Regions from separate parts of the Xenopus laevis genome. Here region 1 is linked to region 2. A link is a contact called in public Hi-C data. All regions are on one chromosome and are shown on one strand. The core of a region is the stretch at or near the end of the contact, and the rest is flanking DNA. Distances in the headings are between cores, read along the strand shown. Region 1 holds the start of jund.L (transcription factor jun-D). Region 2 overlaps lsm4.L (U6 snRNA-associated Sm-like protein LSm4).

Region 1 (7,126 bases), core at 130-2,629, 94 kb after region 2:
CAGAGAAAAAAAAGGAAGAGGACTGAGGGCGGAGGATTGAGGGCAGAAGGCTGAGGGCGGAGTTTGTATGAGCAGGGGCACTTCGCAGTAGCGTAACTAGAGGGGGCGGGCCCTGGTGCGTGACGTGCAGCCGGGCCACGCCCCCCTCCTTACCGCCCAGCATTTTCAGTGGCGCGCGGGCTACCGGGGTTCCCTGAGGGGGTGCGGGCCCTGGCCCGCTCGCACCCCCTGCTCCCCTGGTAGTTCCGCCACTGGCGCTTCGCCAATGAGGCAAGGTGGCAGCACCCCACTAGGTACCAGGGGCAGCAAAAATGCCGCTCCTGGTACTTTAAGAGCTAAATTTCCAGCTTTTCTAGCACAGAGAGCGCAGTTAGGCTCTCTGTGCTAGCATACTGGCCCTCTCTGCCGCCCTCGTGGACCCCCCTGGACCCCCTCAGGTGCAAAAAGGTAAGCGCACGGGGGAGGGGGGGGGCGCCGGAAAACTGCTGCCTCAGGCAGCAGAGGGGCCAGGATCGCCCATGCGTATGTGTGACGGCTGAGAAGAGAGGGTAGAGGACAGAGGTATGATTGCAGATTTGGACGATGGGTGACGGCAAAAGCAACCGATGCACCATTCCGAAGGCATAGGACATTGCATGCAGGACAGGTATTTCGCTGCAGAATGTCCTAAAATGAGTTCCGTATACCCAGCATACTGCACCATCCCTACTGCTTTCCCAATCGATAGAGGAAGGAAGCATACTCACAGAAATGCCATGCTGACCGTGCTGGGACACACACACACACACACACACAGCACGGCAGCAGCACAAGAGGAGTGGGAGGGACGGAGCCACAGTGGGAGATAGACTGGAGGAGCGGTCCTAGAGCCTGCCGAATGCAGCAAAAGAAAGTGTTATAGGAGCGACCCACTTAAACAAAATATGGAGCGCCCCTCAGGCATTTGCCGAAACAAACAGATTGTCAGTCTTGGCCTGAGTAGAGTGTATTAACACTTGAAGGCAGGCTGGCTGACAAACCAAGGTAAGTGACTGCTGTGTAGGAAAGTGGGGGAATGAAGCAAAACCAAATACATTCATATATTGCTGTCACTACCGGCAAATTCTAGCTACACAGGCAACTAGGCACTCCCTGTACACGTGTCTATAAATACCCTCTGACGTCTCTACTTACGCGAGTAAAATGGAACACGTGACACACTTGCCACCCAATTAGGATCAGCATTGCTCTGCGAGACACAAAGGGGTTAACAAATGACCTCAACCCAGCCTGCCTTGCTGCCTACAGGACACGCCCACTATGCAAATGAAGGAATAGCTTCACGTCATGGCGAGCCAATCTCCTGGTCGGTAGGTGACATCATGTTGATGGGGACGGTATATATAATTGAACTGGGCGAAACTCTTTAGTGTATAGTGAAAGACCGGAGGGGGAAATATTAAGCTTTGTAAACACCGAGACGGCACCTATCTCGTTGCTGGCAGGCTAACAGGAACTAAGAGCCTACTCTGAATCCAGTCAAAAACCTGGAACTTTATGAAAGCGAAGGACTTTTTATTGGAGTTATATTTGTGGTTCTCGGAAGCTGGCAGAAAGAACATTTTGCTACGACTCTAGCAGCAGTGAAAACAAAGAGGGATCCTGTCTGCTGATGAGGCAGAGACCTACCCAAAGTTGCTCTATGACTCCCCCAGACGTTGGATTATTCTCTGTATGGTTACTCTTTCTGTAATGGAAGTCCCACACAGGATGTCCCACTTTTAAGACGAGGGAGGGGGCACATATTCCCCTTTGGGACACGTCTGAGAGTTAACAAAGGCTCATTGGATTGATTGCACTGCTCCATTACTTTGTAACAACGTACCATAGTCCGAGTGGCTGGTAAGAGGAAGCATTGATTCCTTTCAGCATTTTCTCTTTGGCAAAGCATCAGAAGTTTTGGACTTGTAGTCAAGGGGTGTAAGCAAAAAGGGGTACACGTTGTGTCGCATACACACCCAGTTCTACTTCGGTTTGTCAGGGGATGATGGAAATACCCTTCTATCATGATAATGTGTTGAATGTTCATCAGGCTTCCCTCTACATTTCTGCTCTTGACGCTATGATGAAAAAGGATCTGAACCTTGACCTGAACGACCAGGTTGTAGCTAATTTAAAGCCACATCTCCGTGGTGGGGACGGCATGCTTACCTCCCCTGATCTTGGACTACTGAAGTTGGCTTCTCCTGAACTGGAGAGGCTTATTATCCAGTCAAATGGCATGGTCACCACCACACCTACTACTAGCCAGTTTATGTACCCAAAGGTGGCTAGTGAGGAGCAAGAATTTGCAGAGGGCTTTGTGAAGGCACTGGAAGATCTCCATAAGCAGAACCAATTGGGGGTTCAATCAAATACTTTGGATATAAGCTCAGTTTCTGCTGGATCTAGCCTTCAGCCTCCACCAACATCTGATGCTCCTGTCTATGTCAATCTTAGCAACTACCCTAGTGGGGCTATGGGAACCGCTGTCAATTATAGTACTGAGACTGTGCCATACCCACCACCACCATCAAACATGATACAGCAACCAGCACCTCCACCACCCAGATTGCAGGCTCTGAAAGATGAGCCACAGATTGTACCAGAGGTGGCCAGCTTTGGGGATAGTCCACCAATGTCCCCTATAAATATGGACACACAGGAAAGGATCAAAGCTGAGAGAAAGAGGCTGAGAAACAGGATAGCAGCATCTAAATGCAGAAAAAGAAAGCTTGAGCGAATCTCCAGACTAGAGGAAAAAGTAAAGAGCCTTAAGACACAGAACACTGAGTTGGCATCTACTGCTAACCTGCTGAGGGAACAGGTGGCCCAACTAAAGCAAAAGGTCATGAGTCATGTCAACAGTGGCTGCCAGCTTCTGCCCCAACAGGTCCAAGCCTACTAAGCACTGGCTCTTTCATCTATTATGCGGACCTATCCATTGCTTTACCTTACACCTCTAACATTTATTCCAGTTTTGAGAAGCTCACTAAGTAAATTTAGTTGTGACTTTGTCATTTTTGTAAAGATTATCGTCACAAATGACCAAAGACTCTGGGGGTGGCCTATCACTTTGGGAAGCATCAAACCTCTCCCATTACTACTGATCATAACCAAATAGCATCATCTAATGTAGGGTGACCCTTTAAAAGAAATGTAAACACAACCATGGTGGAGGAGCAAGGTGTTGGAATGATATTAGGGCTGCAAATTTCTTGAGACTGATACTTTTGAGACACAGTGTTGCTGCAGAGTTTGTTTTATTTTTTTGTTTGTTTGTTTTTCTTCATGTAAACCATCCTGCATAGTACAGACAGATTTACCAATTTAACACCATAACACAAACTGTAAGGAACATTGAAGAGGCCCAAAACAACATTGACTACTATTATCTAGAGTGCATAAATATCCCGACTTACATGATGTTTTGTGGGTTAAGGTTTTGTTTCCTAGATCCTTATCCTACTGCTCACTCCAGTGATGTTCTCTCTTGAGCTGTGGAAACAAGTTCATACATGCAGTAATGCCTATATCCAGAACATGTTTTAGACAAACTTGGTTGGATGTTAATGCCAAGTGCAATCAATGCTGATTTATATATATATATATATATATATATATAAACTGCCTTAAATGTTTACAATGTTTCAAAAGCAGAGGACAGCATAGACTGCAATAACCTGCACTGAAACTTCTTAGCTACTGGACAAATCCACACATAAAGGAAATTTCAGTATCAAAGAAGTTAAAGTGCTTGATTGCACTATGTCTGCATCTTCTATGCTGAGCTATACTTTGTATAATAATGTAAATGTAATATTTTAAAGAACCTTTGTTTGGAGTGTTCAGTTTGCTATAATTAAGTTATACTGGGAACAATGTTTTCAAACTGTTTTTTTTTTACTACACATTCCAGTATATACAGTACTCCAGTGCTCTTATATATAATAAAGTATTGTTAAAATGAATTGGCATTGGTTGGTGGTTTTCCTATGGCATCTGTTAGACCTGACTTAGTCACTTCATAAAACTTCATAAAAAGTTGATTTTTGTTATAATGTCAGTTTTAGCAAGGCAGTAGAACAATCTTACGTGCATATTATATGTCTGGGTAGGAAATGTGTGCATCAGTGGTGCTAAGCTATAAAGAGAGTATATGACTTTATACTGAATGGCACACATGATGGTTCAAAACATTTGCTTTATTAAATTGACAAGAAACTTATTTTTGCAGGTACTACATTTTTTTCAGTTGTCTGTGGCCAAACTTCTCTATACAGTATGTTACATATTAAATGTGTTTATCCTCCGCACACTATTGTACTTTGTATGAGTATTACCATACAGATCTTTACACACAGATTTGTGTGTGTGCGAGAGTTGTACCGTAATACTGTGAAATTTGTCATTTTTTTGTGTTTTTTCACATTTACAGTATTTGTACAGTATAAGTGTAAAGACTGATCAGTTGTAGCTATTAAAGGGGTTGTTCACATTTGTGTTAACTTTTAGTATGATGCAGAGAGTGCTATTTGAGACAATTTGCAATTGGTTTTCATTTTTTATTATTTGTGGTTCTTGAGTTATTTAGTTTTTTTTAACCAGCAGCTCTCCAGTTCGCAATTTCCACAATATGGTTGCTAAGGTCTGTTACCCTAGCAACCATTCATTGATTTGATAAGAGACTGGAATATGAATAGGAGGGGAACTGACTAGAAAGATGAGTAACACACAGCAATACCAATTCACTTGTAGCCTTACAGAGCATTTGCTTTTTAGATGGGGTCAGTGACCTCCCACTTGAAAGCTGGAAAGAGAAAAAGGAAAATATTTAAAAACTATATATAAAAAAATGAAGACCGATTGTAAAATTGCTTAGAATTAGCCATTTTATAACATGCTAAAAAACTTAAAGGTGAACCATTCTTTTAACTCTATGACTGGTATGTGTGTGCATGAAAGTAATACATAATTAAAGGAACAGTTCAGTGTGAAAATAAAAACTGTGTAAATAGATAGGCTGTGCAAAATAAAAAATGTTTCTAATATACATAGTTAGTTAGCCAAAAATGTAATGTATAAAGGCTGGAGTGAACAGATCTCTAATAAAACAGCCAGAATCCAACTTCCTGCTTTTCAGCTCTATAACTCTGAGCTAGTCAGCGACTTGAAGGGGGGCCACATGGTACATTTCTATTCAGTGAGTTTGTAATTGACCCTCAGCATTCAGCTCAGATTCAAAAGCAACAGATATGACCCATGTGCCCCCCCCCCTCAAGTCTCTGATTGGTTACTGCCTGGTAACCAGGGTAACCAGTCAGTGTAAACCAAGAGAGCTGAAAAGCAGGAAGTAGTGTTCTGACTGACATGTTATACATGAAATCACTCTAGCCTTTATACATTACATTTTTGGCTAACTAACTATATTAGAAACATTTTTTATTTTGCACAGACTATCTATTTACCCAGTTTTTATTTTTACACTGAACAATTCCTTTAAGCCTGGAATCGGGATAGCCATATAATGATATAAACCATTTCTTTCAGGGGCATAACTACAGAGGAAGCAGACCCTGCAGCTACAGTGGGGTGCCAAGAGATACAGGGGCTCCATGAGGCCCTAATTCATATACAATTTCAATAAATATTGGTACGACAAGTTATTGTGGGATGTATTGTGGGCCTGAAAAATAATTTGCTGCGGGGCGCAGTTATGCCACTGCATTCTGTGATCCTGGTCATTTTTTTTACTTTTTCTCCTCAAATTATAACAAAAGGTATTATATAATGAACCACTTAGTGGGGTTCATTTATAAACACTGTGCAAATTTGTACCTGTAACCCATGGCAACCAATGATTTATTTCACTGTTCAACCTGCAGCTGGCTGAAAAAAAGCTAATCGCTGATTGGTCGCTGCCCAGGTGCAAATCTGCCCACTGTTTATAAATGAACTTCACTGTGACTTTTTGTTAGTAGAAAAATTTGCACCAGGGCAGTAACCCTTGGTAACCAATTACAATTTTTGCTTCCATTGTTCTATCCACAGATGGTTGAGAAAATGATCCATTTTCCCAGGGAGGTATAATCCAGCAACAGGCAAAGTCTATAAACTGGACACAGCAGCCAGGTCTTGCAGCACTGAAACACCCAGCATCCTCTTGATCTTTAAGATTTGTAGTTCCATAACAGTGTGAGTAGACGCTATTGCTGTAGTTGATGAAAGAAAGCTTCAAAACATTATAGTACAAAATGTAACAAAATAATCATTTTAAAAAATGCCTTACAAAACTAAAACTAATTATACGTTAACAGATCCACTTGTCTGGCAAGGTTACTAAACAATTTTTACCTAATACTGGCCTATGCAGACCCGTTGGGTGAGGACCATATTGACTCACAATGCTTCTTCTCCTCATAGTATTTTATAACCTACCTAATAGATATCTGGATCCCCATACACAGTCCAATAAGCTGCTGTCTCAGAGGGGCTGAGTTGGTAAATTATATAGGCCGGTGTATAGCCAAAATCTAGTGCTCTACCTGGGATACAAGAACACCCTTTATGGTGCCAGGTGTCTAATTACAACTTGCCCGTGGCCAATAACTTCTAAAAAGTCATGTCTGAAGTGCAAATAATAAATAATTCTTTGGAGACTTACACCACTGTAATTGTTTGAGCAAACTAAGCACTGATCAGTATTGACTGCTGGTGTGTGCTTAATAAATGAAACTCCAAGCATCTCTGTTAGCTTTCAGTATTTGAGGTTTGAAATTTTAGAACAGCTAGAGCAGTGGTTATCAGACCTTTTCAGTTGATGCCTGTTTGAAGGTCCAACCTTTGTTCAGGGCTCCCCTTTGTCCTTATAAGGTAACATAGGTGCAGTGATCATTGTACAAAGAATATATTTAAAGAAAGAAACAAGTGTTTAACTCTAATTTACCATGACTTTCTTGTAAAGTGGGCTTTCATGTGTATTTAAGAGAGCAAACAGACATTCTTCCCACTGCTTCAGTCCCACAGTTTGGGAACCACTGGGACAGACTTTCTTCTACATGATCACTAATGCATGAAAATAGTGGTTGCTCTTAAAGGGGTTGTTCAC
Region 2 (6,889 bases), core at 468-2,967:
AAAAAAAAAATTCGAAATTCGACCCTTGATAAATGTGCCTCTAGTTCTCAGAATGGCAATCTCTGGCACACTAGCTGTTGCAGTAATATAGCCAACATCACAGAATGGAAAAGGATATGCAGCTATACTGCATTTTTGTCTTGTACATATACATATAGGAAAAATATAGAATTGTTTCATTTTGTTTTAGTGGGCACATGAATGAAATGTTGTTCTGAGATTCCAACGGGATTTAAAAGTCTATTTTAATGCAGCAGTTTTCTGTTTTTTAAGGATCAAGCCCAACATCTGCTTGGGCCCTTCCATAGCTTAAAAAGGTTAGGGAGAATTCAACGTTCTAGGAATGTACAACAGACACATTTTTATCCCCGTATTTGAGACAAATTGGCATTAATAATTAAGAGTTTTTGAATCTGTGCAGAACAGACACTTTAATAAGAAAGGAGACACAGACACGGACTGCTCATGGGTCTAGCACAAGGTAGGTTTTTTTCTGTGTTGCACGCATACCATAGGAAGTTTGACCTCAAAAACAAGGTCATAACATCGTTTTTAGAGGAATAGTGGAAATTCGAATTTTATTAAAAAAGATATGCTGAATTTTGAAATAACATGCCATAAAGCTAAGGAACTACAACACTTTCTTGCTATACTGATGCTTTGTGTCCCATTGTTTTGTATCAGGATGGTGATAAATTTTGGAGGATGCCAGAGTGCTATATACGGGGAAGCACAATTAAATATTTGCGGATCCCTGATGAGATTATTGACATGGTAAAGGAAGAAGTGATGTCAAAGGGCAGAGGACGTGGAGGCATGCAGCAACAAAAACAGATGAAGGGCAGAGGAGCTGGTGGAGGTGGACGAGGTAATTCTTCTTGCCTTTTAGTATTGCGAAGCATGTACAGTAAGTATGGACACACCTATGGAATAAATGTCTTAACATCACATGGCACAGTTTATGTGAAATTCATACTCGCCCTTTAGCTCAGAAATCAGCTCTGTATGCCTGCACTTGGGCCGATGCAGTGTTTCCAGGAGCAGACACAAAGACACAGAAGACTGCTTCAAGCAGAGGGGCTGATTTTTGGCCTGTGTTTATTCACAGGTTGAAAATATGCCCTTGGTTGAATTAGCTGTTCGCCTTCCAAACACTTTTTTTTCTAGAAACTGGATTGCTGAAATTGCAAATGAGAGAGCCGCAGAATAAAATGCAAAATAGTTCAAAAACTATAAAAAATGAAAACCAATTGCAAATTGTCTCAGACTCACTATCTATATCATACTAAAATTTATCTCAAAGGCGAACAACCCCTTTAATAATGACGGCCTCTTTCGCAATCAGATTTCTGGCGAATGGAATACTAACAAAAGTGTAAATGTTTTTCAGGTGTCTTTGGAGGACGAGGCAGGGGCACCCCTGGTGGAGGCAGAGGCCAGCAAGACAAAAAGCCTGGCCGACAGTCTGGGAAACAGTGATGTCTTCTTGCCAGAGACATTCGTTTAGTATTGACTCTATGGTCACGCCTCAGCTCTGCAAAATGTTTAAAGTGTTAAAAGTGTTAAAGTCTCGGCACACCAGCAATTTTCAAAAAAAGAACTGCATTTTTTTCCACTTCACCCCTCCCTCTTTCCATATTGTAGGACCAGCTTAAAGCAAGAGAGGGGACATGAGCCAGAGCCAGATGTCAAAACACGTGATTAATGCCTGTGGGAGGTCTTCACATCCTAACCTGCAAATGAACTTAGCCCATGGCATCGAAAGGTCATTTGGGTTAAACTCCAAAAGCAGGGGGTTGGGGTGTGTAGTTAGAAGGGTACACATCACTTGTAACAACTGTGCAGCATCAGTATGGTACTGGCTTGTCAGCTAAGCCAATGCAAACAGTTTGGAGTAATGCATTTGAGCTTCATTATTTAACCACTTCTCTGCCATTGCTAGATGAAGGAGACAGATGCAATCTGATGTAGACATGCCTCTCGAATACATGTGAAATCTTCCAGAATGGTTTAGTTACTATTGCATATTGGGGGAGGTTTTTTTTTTTTTCAGTTAAATTATGTTTGCATATGAAAAGGTTAAATAACTTTCACATATATGTAACACAATACCCTCTGAAATGGAGAATATGTATATAGCAATTTGTGACTGGCACAATAGATTTACATGAGTGATTAAGCATTCCGCGTTTTGGCTCATTTCATAAGCCCAAGTCCCAGGAGAGCTGTAGTTTGCTGAATAGATGCCCCCATGGAGAATATAAAAAGCACATTTCTCCACTTGTATCTGGTTATGGAATGTTCTAAATGAGTAGAGGTTACAGTTCCTCAATTGCATTGGATTTGTGTTCAAATATTTTGGAGTAGCCATGGTTACTATTCAGCCGATGATTTTACTTTCTTTTTTTTCCCCTCACATAAAATTCACATTTTTGTCCCTCAAAGATATGGCTATTTTCTTAAACACTCTTTCTTTTTTTTTATGATTTAAACACTTGTATAAGCACTTAAATCTGGTTGGCTGCCTTTTTTCACTTTTATTTTTTAGTATGTGAAAAGACCACATTTCTCTGAACAAAAACGGTCAGAATATTGAGAGGAGATTGGGGAAACAAAATGTGTTTTGTTGTGGAAAACATTTTCTTGTTACTAAGAGTGTAAGAGTGCTGTGACACTTTTTTTTTTTTTTTTTTTCTTTAAAAATAAAATATTAGCAATGGAAAATTGACTTAATTCTCATTCTTATTTTAGTTAAGTAAGTAAAAGTCTTACTACATAGGAAGACCGTTTGTGGCATGTACAGGTATGGGATCTTTTATCCAGAAACCTGTTATCCAGAATGCTCAGTATTACGGGAAGGCCATCTCCCATAGACTTCATTTTAACAGATTAAGTTAAATTTTAAAAGAATTAATCGGACGCCCTTTGACTTTAATGCATTTGGACAAAACAATCGCACGTATAAAAATTTACGTTTGTGTCAAAATTATTTTGAAGCCCATTGACGTCGATGCTATTCGCAAATTTATTTGCCGTTTTTTACGAATTTTTTGGCAAAGCAAAATGCCACAGATTTGCCCATCACTAATGCCAAGCAATGCTATTGGGTTAAATGAATGTTTAAAGGGGGTATTTCACCTTTAACTTAACTTTTCAGAGGTTATTATCGAAGGTCAGGTTGTGTTTTTCCTGAAAAATTTTAGTTTTCGAGGGTAGTTTCAGTAAAAACTCGAATTTTTTGGGATTGAATAAAAAAAAAAAAACTCATTCAAGATTCACTATGGCCTGATGCTGCAAAAAAACTTGAATCCCAAATATTACCCAAAGTAAAACCTGTCGGGGTCATGTAGAAGTCAATGGCAGATGTCCTTTGAACAATTTGAGGATTTTTTTAGCCTTCATGATGATAGCCTTCATGAGTTTTTTTACATTCAAGGTTTTTATAAATAGGCAAACATTCGAGTTGAGTTTATATGAGGTAGAGAAGACCTCACAAACTTGACTGTTGATAAATAACCTCTTAGTATGTTATAGAAAAGCTAATTATAAGCAACTTTTTATTTAATATAGTTTTTAAATTATTTGCTACCTTCTTCTGACTCTTTCCAGCTTTCAAATGGGGGTCACTGACCCAATCTAAAAACAAATGCTCTGTCTGCCTATTAATGTGTTGTTTTTGCTACTTTTTATTATTCATCTTGCTATTCAGGCCCTCTCCTGTTCATATTTCAGTCACTTATTCAAATCAATGCATGGGTTACTAGGGTAATTTGGACCCTAGCAACCTGATAGCTGAAAATGCAAACTGGAGAGCTGCAGAATAAAAAGCACAATAACTCATAAACCACATATAAGAAAAAAAATGAAAACCAATTGCAAATTGTCTCAGAATATCACATCCTATATCGTACTAAAAGTTGGAAAGATGCCTTATACAGAAAACCCCAGGTCCCGAGCATTTTGGATAACCAGGGTTAACTGGGCCGACATGACCGTGGGCCACGCCAACTCAGACCTGCTCCCTGCCTGACAATGTATCTAATCTGGATGGAATGGAAATGCAACTAATCTGGCCAAATTAAGTGCACTGCCCCTTGACCTCCCCTGCTATAAGAAGAAGAAACAAGGTACACTGCTGGGAAGAGAGGGGGGTAGTGCCCTCTCAGGTGGCACTATGGATCTGGCATACACAGTAGTGATGTGTGTGTCTGGTTTTTATTAACTCCTAAATCAAGTCTGCCTGCAGCCACCTACTCCCATCTATTTATACCCCTACCTGCCCCGCTGATGACATCACAAAAGGGACGGCCACGCACACACTGAGGTTGGCCCAATCTGCACATCACTAATAAACAGACTCCTCACCCACCCACTGAACTAGTTACAGTAGTCTTAAATGTATTCTCTTCCTATACATTGGTTCCTCAAAGAGTTAGTACATTGAAATTTAGTACATTAATATTTTTTTTTAACCTTAAAATAGATCGCCACTGCTGCTGTAATGTGGTGCTGATAGAAAATACACCCTGAACTCACCAGATTTGCAAGCAGGCCTAGCCAAATAGGGTGCTCTCAGTGTGAGAAATACTGCTCGCAAAGCTAAAGTGTGTGTTGCTGAGCAGAGGTCCATCTTCCGCTTTAGGCAGCACGTTTCCCATATATCTCTATAGGTAACATGGTTTCAGTACAGGAACGGGTGTTTTTTGTTGTTGTTTTTTTAAACTTTGGCAAATCGTGCCAAAATAACTTCCCATTGTTCCAACAAATTATTACACGCATTTTCAAAATCGACAATGTATACAGAGAAACTGTTTTCTAACTCATTTTGTATTGAAGTAGTGAGGACTTTATTTAGACGGTGTTTATATGTGTGATTACAGCAAGACCTCCAAGAGAAATGTATGGAATTCTTCTGCAGCGACTATGAGAGGAGAGGAGAATACATGTGCACACCCCTTCATGGGTTAAGAAGGAACAAGTGGCGGCTTTCACCTCAACAGTAAATATTTCACTTCCTGTTTGTGAAGTGGATACAGAGCTCTGTGCAAATGGTTGTGCAACTCTTTCCTTACAGGACCTTTATGGGAAACGGAGCCTTTAGCTGGACTGGTATTCTGTTCTCTAGCAGTTTAAACCACAAGACTTTCCCTTCCCCAACAAACTAAAGAACTAAATGGCACAGCAGGTAAAATGCTCCCTGCCTACAAAAGCACATAAAGTACATCAGCAAAGCTCTCCAGTGGCCTCTGTTATACAAGGGAACAACACACACAATGCTGCATTATCTTATACCCTGTTCTTATCGCTTGGAGATACTATATATGTACAGCATCTCATTGTCCGAGTTAGCAACATCACTATATAACAGAACTGTCTTTAGTTAATTCCTAACTGCTCTGGGCCCTCTGCAAATAAACCTTACAATGCAGTTGTTATAATGGCCTTTGTGTAGGTATAGTGATCGTCATAATTTGACCCCCTTTACTATTAATACCATGCTCATAATTCAAAACACTGACTGAGTTATCCTTGCCTCTTTCTTTCTCTAATGCTATTAATGCAAATGCCAAGATCCATCCCTTTTTACCTGAATAGAAAGATGAGTAATAATAAGTAACAATAACAATACATTTGTAGCCTTACAGAGCATTCGTTTAGATTATTCTCATTTATTATGGGTATGGCATTAAGAAAAGTAAAATCAGATGATAGGTTGTGTGAATTGACAAAAGCATATGGTAAGACACTCAGCCTTGAACCTACAGTTCATCTCTGTTACTTGTCAGCAACACTCACCAATTAGCAGGAGTATAAAGGCAGCTCTTTCAGCCCGCACAGTAGAAAGAAGTTACAGTGAATATCTGGCTACAAATGATTTATGCAGCAATTAATTGCTAGGAACAGTGACTTGCTGACACAGTAATACAACCTAAACACTTATTACATAATAATATGTTATAGCTAGGCATATACAAGTCTTCTTATGTTTTTAAGAGATTGAAAGTTACTGGGTGTCTTATTATAATCCTACTCACTTATTTTATATTATGTAGTTTTTAAGCCATGTAATTATAGAGAGTAAAGTTGGGGAAAATGTTCCTGAAATTCAGTAAATCTTGGAATTATGGTGCAAAAATCATACCGTTGGTAATCCTTCAAGACTACCTATTTCAATACTTCATATATACACTAAGGGGCAAATTTACTAAAGGGCAAATCAGCTAACAACGGCGAAAATTTGCCATTGTGACGTCATTTTACCACTTCGCCGATTTACTAACGGTCGCTGGTGTAATTTTGCTAGTGAAGGAGAAAGACTCTGGCGCAACTTTGCACTCTAACGGCAGGCGAATTTTCGCTCTGTCGAAAGAGCGTTACTACGCAAATTCAGCAAGTTTTTGATTTTACTGACGTTTACCTTTATCGCCAGACTTGCCTTCGCCACCAAGTTCAATAGAGTAGATAGGACATACTTGAAATTTCCCAAAAAACGCAGGGGTCTTTTGCTTTTTTCAGGGTGATAGGCTGCAAAAGATCGTATATTTGTTTTAGGGTACCCGGCTTCCCCCTATATTTCCTAACATATGGCACATAAACTATACACTGGGCTCATGTGTAGGGCAATATAACAACTTTATTTTATTTTATTAAGGTTTCCCGGGCTTATGTAGTATAATGTATTTGCTGCATTCGTCCATTGAAATGTAACTTTCCGCCGTATGCAAATTAGCCAACGCTAGTGCTTTGCTTGCCGAATTAAAGCTAGTGCAACTTCGCAACCGTTCGTAGCCGGCGATGAAACTTCGCAACTTAGTGAATTAGTGTTGCCTGAGCAAAGTTTTGCCTAGCGAAGTGTGGGGGTCCCCCTTCTCCACAATGTAAATGCAGA

What was found. Hi-C and Micro-C count contacts between places; a contact is called where the count stands out from the background.
Region 1: a contact with region 2 is called in a Hi-C map of the XL177 cell line, with 4 times the contacts expected there. The contact joins the promoter of jund.L here to the enhancer-like site in region 2. A contact is called at or near these places in 2 of 4 Hi-C or Micro-C datasets (the XL177 cell line and the XTC cell line).

What each region holds. Positions count from the first base shown.
Region 1 is chr1L:112,957,385-112,964,510 of Xenopus_laevis_v10.1, forward strand. jund.L (transcription factor jun-D) reads left to right here and starts at 1,380. Exons shown (of 1, transcript XM_018255613.2): 1 at 1,380-3,399. The coding sequence starts at 2,024. The coding sequence ends at 2,926.
Region 2 is chr1L:112,863,179-112,870,067 of Xenopus_laevis_v10.1, forward strand. lsm4.L (U6 snRNA-associated Sm-like protein LSm4) reads left to right here. Exons shown (of 5, transcript XM_018255591.2): 4 at 685-868; 5 at 1,391-2,726. The coding sequence ends at 1,479. Among protein-coding and RNA genes, the nearest start is that of lsm4.L, 18 kb to the left of the region's middle. Within about 2 kb of position 1,718, at least 1 of the 7 cell types and tissues checked has an H3K27ac peak or open chromatin away from gene starts, as enhancers often do.